Regions from separate parts of the Gossypium hirsutum genome. Here region 1 is linked to region 2. The links are chromatin contacts, called in public Hi-C maps. All regions are on one chromosome and are shown on one strand. The core of a region is the stretch at or near the end of the contact, and the rest is flanking DNA. Distances in the headings are between cores, read along the strand shown.

The links. Hi-C and Micro-C count contacts between places; a contact is called where the count stands out from the background.
Region 1: a contact with region 2 is called in a Hi-C map of hypocotyl, with 2.2 times the contacts expected there. The contact joins the promoter of LOC107889672 here to the enhancer-like site in region 2. A contact is called at or near these places in 6 of 34 Hi-C or Micro-C datasets (callus, hypocotyl, leaf and 1 more).

Annotation. Positions count from the first base shown.
Region 1 is chrA06:54,940,148-54,945,082 of Gossypium_hirsutum_v2.1, reverse strand. It overlaps LOC107889672 (ethylene-responsive transcription factor ABR1), which reads right to left and starts at 1,830. Exons shown (of 2, transcript XM_016814194.2): 1 at 1,045-1,830; 2 at 1-242. The coding sequence starts at 1,525.
Region 2 is chrA06:54,689,487-54,694,374 of Gossypium_hirsutum_v2.1, reverse strand. No RefSeq gene overlaps it. Among protein-coding and RNA genes, the nearest start is that of LOC121231368, 41 kb to the left of the region's middle. Within about 2 kb of position 2,959, at least 6 of the 9 cell types and tissues checked have an H3K27ac peak or open chromatin away from gene starts, as enhancers often do.

The DNA.
Region 1 (4,935 bases), core at 581-3,080, 250 kb before region 2:
TCCCCTGAATCTCAAGGCAGCTTCATCATAGGCTCTTGCAGCAGCTTCTGCTGTATCAAACGTACCAAGCCAAACTCTTGCTGCTTTGTGCGGATCACGTATTTCTGCTGCCCATTTTCCCCACGGCCTTTGCCTAACGCCTCTATATCTCCTCCTTAGCTCCGCGGTTTCTTCATAGGCTGCTGCTGATGTTTCTGTTGATGTAGTTGGTGGTGCAACAGTGCTTGCAGCCTCTTCAGCAACTATTTAAAATAATGGATTGAGAGATTGTTAAATATAGGTTGATGATTGAGAGATTGTTGAATCCTTAATGAAGGTGGTGGTCATGCTGAATACTGATCAACTGTTTCATTGCAGCTTTGAGTTTACAAATGTTTGTCCAATCTCCAGAGTTAATTAATTGAAAGTTGAATACCACCAAGTTAAGCAGGGGCTTACTTAGGGGAGTTCGCAGACGTCTGCCCTTAAAATGAAACTTTTTCCATTTAAGATTTTTTAAAATTTTTAAAATTTTAAATTAATAAAATAAAATTGCACCTTTAACTTTATTAAAAATCATAAAAAAATTTATTTAATCCTTTATAAATTATAAATATATAAATTATTAAAATAATAAACTTACATTTTTATTATCTTAAAATTTATAATTTAATTCCAAACCCTAAAAAATTTTCTTCCTTTCCCCTTGCCCTTGAAGTTGAAGGCAAATATAACTTGATGAAGACATGCAATATTGTATTATAGTTTTATTAAAAAGAAAGTAATGAACACACAGTTATGTGATGAATGACAACTAAAAATGGTTTTTATTAAATTAGTGGTAATAGACTAATAGTAAGAAAGTAAAATATATGTACTGTATGTATGTATGCATGTGTATAATTATATATATAGGTTATGGTTATATGATCTATGTAAGAAAATGTAAGGAAAGAAAAACAGGAACGATTGCCTATATTTTAACTAAATGGAAACGACAAAAGATAATGAAAATCAGTGTGCAAAAAAAGAGTAGTTGAAGAAATGGATGGAAAAAGTAAGTACCCATAGTTGCACCAGATGATGAATCAGCAATGGAGCCTCTAAAACCAGCAAAATTTATTTGAACCCTTGGTAAAGACTCAATGAATTGAGCAGTGACCTCTTCTTCACGCCCTCGTTTCTGACCAATCCAGAGACCAGAGCCGAAACCGGAACCGGAACCAGAACCAGAAGGGGAAGCAGAAGGTGAAGGTGAAGCAGCTGAGGCCGAGCCACTGTAGCCAAAACTAGATGGGGCCATGCCAGCTAAGTTAGCACCGTAAGCAGAAGCCCTTTGTCCAGAAACACCATGCGTCAGGCCAGACAACTGGGTTGCTTGTGCTCGGTTTCCATGCTGCTGCATCATCATCGGTTGGTTCTGTTGGGATTGTATTTGATGGGAGTAGCCATCTTGTTGTTCTTCAGTACCGCCATCTCCAGCCGGAGGAAACCTGACGTACTCACCTGACCCCCTTTGATGCGCCACCTTGTTGAGTAAGCACATCAACACCGATATAATCTATGGGGATTCCGGTTTTGGCTTTACTGAATAAATAATAATAATAATAATTCTATAAAGACTTACCCTGCTAAGAGGGGATTTTGCCGCAAAATTTGAAGGAGAGAAGACCCTTTGTATTGCAATTAAGGTGAAAGGATTTTATTATATGTCGATCCAAGGATTTTCTAGTGCTGAAGCTTTGATCAGTTTCAGCCGCCATTCAAATAGTGCACACATTACTCCTCAAATTTACCACTTCATAAAACCACCACAAAATCCCCGATGGATTGCATTTTAGTTCTTCTAATATAAAAATAGATAAATTAATTTGTATATGTTAAATTACTGAACAAAACAGTATTTTTATTAAATATTTGTTTTAGTGTTTTTGTATAAGGTCTAACAACAAATTTAACCCTTAGCATTTATACTATTAAATTTTTTCCCTACTCTTTTATTGAAAGTAAATTAAAATTTTTTAAAACTAATAAAGTTAAAAGGTAAAAAAATGTCTTAGTAACAATTCTTTTTAAAGAAATCAATTAAGCTCTTTGAAAATCATTAAAAGATCATAAAAATTATAAACAAAATTTATAAAGATAGTTAAAAAATTTTAAAATTTAAAATTATAAACTTTTAAATAAAAATTAACAATATTGACCCATTAAATTTTAATTTTTTTAAAGAAAAAATTGGGATTAGATTTCAAAAATCTTATAACCATTAGATAAAAAAAGGTTAAAATATGTCATAAGTCACTGTACTTTCGAAAATTAGGAATTTAGTCTATATACTTCTATTTCATGAAATTTAGTCCTACTTTTTAGATCTCAAAATTTAAGTCTAACGGTTAAGTTACTTTTTTTTTGTTAAATTTGTTGTTATGACATTTTTTTTGTAGCTATGTAATTAAAAGAATGATTTTGTAATTAACTTGAATTTAAAAAAATAATGTTAACAATTGGATATGAATTTTGAAATTTGAACAGTAAGAGCTAAAGTCTATACAAAGACTAAATTTCTAATTTTTTGAGATTGTACAAAAACTTATGGCACATTTTAAAAAAAAAATCTATGGTACTTTTTGAAATCTAATCCCAATTAATTTTTAAAAAAAACAAATTTTAATAGGTGAGTATTGTTATTTTTAATAAAAAAATTATAATTTTTTATGATTTCTAATAATTTTAAAAGATCAATTGATTTTTTATTATTTGTTATTAGACCTTTTTGACTTATTAGCCTCATTAATTTCAACATTTTCTAATTTATTTTCAATAAAAAAGTAAAGATAAAATTGAATAAATATGTAAAGTGGATTAATATGCAAAGGATGAGTGCTAAAGTTATATATGAACACCAAAACAAATATTTAATAGTGTAATTTCATGGGATGGATTGTTTTACACACTCATCAACATATATAGACTAAATTTTCTAACAAAAAATTAAAAATATAGGAAATTTTGGGATACGTCTATAAATTCATCCTACCATTACCACCTTTATAGCATAAAAAAAAAGTAAAATTACTGTATCTATTTTCTTTATTCATGTTTTTTTCTTCCTTTTCTGGAACAATTCCTTTTTATTATAATTGAGTGTTAATGGCAAAAATGCATACCAAGTCGGTTGAGGTTTGCTTTTTTGAGAGGAAAGAGAAAAATAAATAAATAAATAAATAAATAAATAAATAAATAAATAAAAACAGAGGCAAAAGAATTCATGTTTAAATTGAGTTTCTCAATACCGACATAAAATATGTAAAAACTCTGTGGGACTTGGCAACTTGTTGCCATGGGATTAATTAATGATTAACACATAATTAGTGTAATGAATTTATCCTAATCCAAATTGGTTTGTAAGGGTTGTTTGAAATCCACGTAATACTCGATTTCATTCAAAAATAAATAAATTTCGAGTTAATTGATCAATCTATTCGAGTCGAGTTGGATTTTTCAATTTAAATATCTCAAATAATTTGAATAACAAATTGATGTAAGTACCCTTTTAGTCCCTATCGATTTTAAAAATGAGTAAATTAATCACTCTTAACAAAAATTACAGAAAAAGAAAAATTTAAAGTAATTTTTAAAATTCAAAATATTTATAAAATTTTTAAGATTTATATTTTTAAAAAAATTATGAAAAACTTAAAAAAATTATGAAAAATATATAAAGAAGTTAAAATTTTAAAAATTTTCTAAAATAATAAATTTTGGGACCTAAATAAGTTAATTAATTGTTTAAGTTTATCATACTAAAGTATTTTATTTTTTATTATTTTGATTTGAAATTTTTTACAAATATATATAGTTTCAAATTTATATGTTCTAGCATGAAATTAGTTATATTGTAACAAAATTTTAATTTAACGTGTTTAATTTTTTTAATTTAACTCGAACAATTTCACTCAATTCGACTTAGACTCAAATTTCATTTAACTTAACTTGATTTGAAAAAAGTTCAAATTGAGTTAGGATGATAAAATATGACTCGTCAACTCAAATAACTTAAAACTTTTTTACTCGATTCAATCGAACACTCACCCCTGATTCACATGATTGCTTTTAAGTAATAAATATTTTTATAAGATTAAAGAGAGAAAGAGAAAACTTAATTTTGGTATTAGGAAAAAATTTAAAAGATATAATTGAATTAATTACAAAGTTGTTTCAAAATTAGTTCTCCATAAAGTCGGCATATTTGAAGATGGACGGGGAGCCTATTTTCAGGAATCCTATTGATTGGACGGGTGTATGGAAACTAAAATTACCACCTAGAATTAAACAATTCTTTTGGTTGGTGCTGCATCAGAAGCTCCTAACTAACCATGAGCGAGCGAGGAGAAATCTAGCAGCCAATGGCGGCTGTGCGCTATGTGGGTGTGGTGACAAGACAGTTCTTCATGTTTTGCGCGACTGCTCATTTGCAGAAAAGGTACGGAGAATGGTTATTCCATCGCATTTGTTCCCATATTTTTTTTAATGTTGATTTACCGAACAGGGTGTTTGCAATTCTGAATGGTGAATTTGATGACAATGATTGTAATGTTTTAAAGTATGCTGTCTTGTGTTGGATACTATGGAAGAATAGGAATTGTTTTAATTTTCAGCAAACTGCAAGTAGACCTGAGGAGATTATAAGGAGGACAGACTGTTTTGTTGCTAGTATTAATGTAACACCCGAACCTGTAACCGTCGCCGAAAGGGTTACAAGGTATTACTGAACAGCTCACAACTTAAAAGCCACCATAAGAACTCATTTAATAGAAATATAACCTTCTCTAACTCTTTTACATATAAAAGCATCTGTTCGAAAAACCACTTAATCAAATTTATCATTTGGATCAATTACACGAGTTTAGCCGAATGCAATTAGTGCTCAATACTAAGGTTCATTTAATCTATATT
Region 2 (4,888 bases), core at 1,710-4,209:
AGTGATTTTGGAGGTTCAATCTCCTAAATCCAAGACCCCGCACTTCATAGATTGGCAACATGGTTCCCAATTAACTAAGTGCACTTTCCTGGCATCTCTCATGAAGCCCCAAATAAAGCTCCTAATAATTTGTTCAATCTTGTCATAGACACCTACAGGAATCATGGTTGATTGTATAAAGTAACTTAGGGTGGCCAACTATATTGACTTGGCCAAAGTAATTTGACCAGCCATAGAAAGGAGTTTAGCGTCAAACTCGTTAGGCCTCCTCTGCACCTTATCTATAATAAATTTGAACGTACTCTTAGTGACTCTCTTATGGAACAAAGGCGTTCTAAAATAGATCCCCAAGTCATCCACTTCCTAAAAACCCAACTCCTTACTAACCATCTCCCTAACTAGCTTATTAATGTTGGCTGAAAAATGAATTTTTTATTTTTTTTGCATTTTGTAAGCTGAAAACAAGCAGAATTGGTAAAGGGAAAATTTCATGGCTGCAGCAGTTTCCTTCACTAGATCATCCACAAAAAAAGATGTGATATCAGAGGCCTTCCCCTTTCAAGCCAAATAGGCTTCCAGGTAAATTTAGTGATAGCCAACTTAGTAGCCTAGCTAAGCTTCTCCATAGTTAACACAATATATAAGGAGAAATAGGATCCCCTAGCCTTAGACCCCTTGAAGGGAGAAATTCATCTATGAAGCACCCATTCCACAAAATTTTCATGGAAGAATATGTGACACATTACATAATGACATGAACTAATGTCTCAGGAATTTGTGCATCTAAAAGTGTATCCTCAATAAACTCCCATCTCAATCTATCATAAGCCTTCTCCATGTCGATTTTGATTTCCATCCATCTTTTCTTCCCATTTTTTTGTTGCATTTAATGAGCATCCTCTTGAGTAATAATCACGTTATCCATAATATTTTTCCCCCAACAAAGATAGTTTGATTAGCTACAATATAATACGACATGATAGGTTTGAGGCAATTCACAATTACCTTTGTTAGAACCTTGTAAGGCACTGTACATGAGCTTATGGGTCAGAACCAAGAGATTGACTCTAGAGAACTTACTTTGGGGATTAGCACAATCAACATTTTATTAAGAAAAGATTCAACATTACCTACTTCAAACACCCTTTTAACCATGCACACCAGCGACTCTCCTATAATATTCTATTGGCTCTGATAAAATTGGGTATGAAGTTCATCTACCCCTAGTACTTTAAACGGTGCCATCTCAAAGAGAGCATTATGAACTTCTTGACGAGAAGGAATTTGCCCAATGTAATCCAATAAACCCAGTTCAAGAATGGAGAACATGTTCTGAATAGGAAATCAACCCATACTAGACACATCTATCATATACAACCTTTTAAAGAAAAGAATAGTTTCGGCTTTCAACACTTCCTCATCATAACACTACTCACCATCAGACTATCTTAGAACTTTGATCTCATTAAAACGCCTCCTTGAGTTAGCCTTACAATAGAAGTACCTGGTGTTTCGGTCTCCAAAAATCAACCAATCACTTCGCACCTTTTTGTCACAGAAGACTCTCTTCTAAGTCCATAATTCCTTCAAGTTCAACTCGTAAAGATTTCTCAAGATTAAGAAGGTTTTTACATAGAAACCTCTCCAACACTCTTTGGATGCCATCAAGTTGGTGCATTATATTCCTCTTCCTCTTCAAAATGTGCCAAAAAACATCCCTATTCCACATTCTTAGTGCTGCTATAAACTTTTTAACCGAATCTTTTAACGAGCTCTCACTATTCCAATTCTCATTAACCATAGAACTAAAATTGCTATGAGACAACCAACCACTTAGGAACTAGAAAGGACGAAGGGAATTTGTTATTATTTTGGTTCCAAATGAAACCGAGAGTAGGCGATGATTAGATTTGATTTTTAGCATATGAAAAATAGCAGTATTCAGGAATATTAGCTCGCAACGAGAATTGCGTAAGGCTCTATCAAGGCGTTCAAATATATTCCCTCTATTCCAAGTGAATTTGGGACCTTTAAATCAAACATCCTTCAACTCACAAACTGAGCATACCTGCTAGAAAGCCAGACAACTAGCAGTAGCATTATTCGAGCCACTATTACTCATCAAATGAATCATCTATGAGTGTCGCATCACTTTCACCCTTATGGACCACTCCAGATGGTCGACCCAAAATTTGTCCATTAACAGCCTAGTCCAACACCATCAGTTTCGTGTTCTCCTCTAGCATGTCTGCAGCTCTACCCTCCACCTCTAAACGATCCACCATTCCTTAGATAACCTGTTAAACAAGAACCATGTCAACCAGGCCATCAAGATTTTCCCTATCTCCTGTAGATTCAGAGCTCATACTCCTATTTTCCTTCAAAAAAGGAGGGAGTGCAGAATGAATAATAAGATTTTTGATGCCTAGTTCATTTCCCATAAGAGGAGATAAACCAACTAAATAATTTCGATTCTGGTTTTCTTTGAAATTATGAACTGAGTGAAATTTTCGATCCAATATTCCTTGGTTACCATTGGTACCAAATTTAGGTAGCCCAGACCCCACTTTCAATACCACCACCCTGATTCTCCATTCTTGGCCCACCCACAGCTTGCTTATCAACCTACCCTTTTATAGCCACAACCCTTTTTTTATGGCGTTTAGCTTTAGTATTCTTCCCTTTATTACCCCATCAAATTTTCTCCCATTCATAATCTTTGTAATAGATTCAGAGAGATTTTCTTGACCCTCACCTGATAATTTAACAAGTAAATTATCTTTGTTCCTTATATTTCCTGAAATTAAAAATAGCTGCACCATTCTCGTTGTTATCATCCTGTGAGACACCTATTTTGGAAAAAATATTAAATTGAGATCCGAAAAGATTGTTTCCTTTTCCACTCTCTTATCCATCATCGGTCCTCCTATTTGGTCTACGATTCTGGGAATCCACAATCATCCACTTGCCAAACCTTTCATTTTCAATCCATTCTTGAATTGATCCAGTGTTTTCATATTGGTCCAATCTAACAGGATCCTCAGCTTCACTCGATCCTTTCTCCTTATTCTCCACTATCTTTGATTGAGGACAATCTCCTTTCAAGTGCCCAAATGTGGGACAACCAAAAAAAACTATTGGAAAAGATTCATACTCCACTCTATGGATCCTACTAGCGATTCTTATCCTGGAAATGAGCGGCTTCCTTAAGTCAATTTAAATTGCAAATTTGGCAAACTAACCCCTTGCTCCTTTATATGTCATTAAATCAATTTTGATTACATTCCCCACCATTTCACCGATAGCTGGAGAATACTTCTCTTGTACAATGATCCTGAAAAACTCGGTATACAGACCCATGCAACAACACTATGGGGGAACGATTTCGTCCAAGGTTATAACGACCTGATAGTCAGGGGTGTCGACAAGTATATTTTTGGGACTTTGTACTCGTAAATCAGACCCGTAAATATTTTTATTAAATGTTTATGAGGCTAGTTTAATATTGAATTAATTTTCGATTAGTAAATGTCATGAAATTAAGAGTCGTTAAGGTACATGGACTACATCGCATATTAGTTAAAAGTTAAATTATAAATTGAAATAAATTAAAGGTACTAAAGAAGCAATTATGCCTTTGTTTCATTTAAGTGGATGGTCATAATGAACGTTTATGACATGTATATATATTATATATGTTAAGCTAACCTAATATGTATATATATGTTATGATAAATAAATAGTATAAAATGTATGTATATTATATAATAAGAAATAATAATAGTTATGATAATAATAACAAAATAAAGAGAAGATTTCATTCTCTGTTACATGCAAATTAGAAAAGAAAGAAAACAGAGAAAAGGGCGCACGACTAAGGGACCTAAGGGTTCAAATCTAAATTGGTTAGTGCAATTTAGTCATTTTCTTATAATTTTTATATTTTTGGAATCCCGATACCTAGGGCTACCCAACCCATATTGTAATTTTTAGTATTATTCAAGATTTTAGATGTTGATATTGTTGAATAATTTAAGTATTAGGGATTAAATAGATAGATTTTTAAGTTAGAAATGGAAAAGAACTAATTTGTGGAATAAATTATTGATTTTGAGCAATAGGGACTAAATTGAAAGAAATCCAAAATTATTGAGTCGAATTGGAAAAGTGTAACAGCCCGTTTTCGATAAAAATCAGAACAGTGGTTTCGGGACCACAAATCTGATTCTAGAAATTACATTTATTTTAAAATTATTTTATGGTCTACAGTACAATAGTAATGTCGTATAAAAATTTCGTAAAGAAATTTTACCAATTACATGTCTAATTTGATAAAGGACCAAATTGTACAAAGTGCAAAAGTTCAGTTCTAATAACTAAAAGGATTAAATAGCTATAGAATTCAAAATTTGAGGTCCTTATATGGTAATTAGACGATTAAAAAATGCCTAGTTGTTAAGGATGATAATTCATCCATGGAAAATTAATTAAAGAAAAGGACAAAATTGGAAAGATGAAAAATAAAGATGAAAAATAATAAAATAAAGAAATATCATCATTTTATCATCATCTTTTCCAAATAAAACATGGAAACCCTAGCTATGGAGAATGGAAGAAAGAGAAAATTTATTTGGCCAAAATAGGTAAGCATTTAAGTCCCGTTTTTTGTAATTTTTATATTTTGAGATCGTGATAGTTTAATCTACCTATTTTGGGGATTAATTTGTAAAGATATCAAAGTATTAAAATTTTTCCATGGATGTAAATAATGAAATTTTGGAATTTATGTTATAAAATGAAAGGTTGTTGATAGATAAACAAGTTTTGTAAAGTAAATTTTGATGAAATTATGATTTTAGGACTAAATTGTAAAGTTGTAAAATTCATG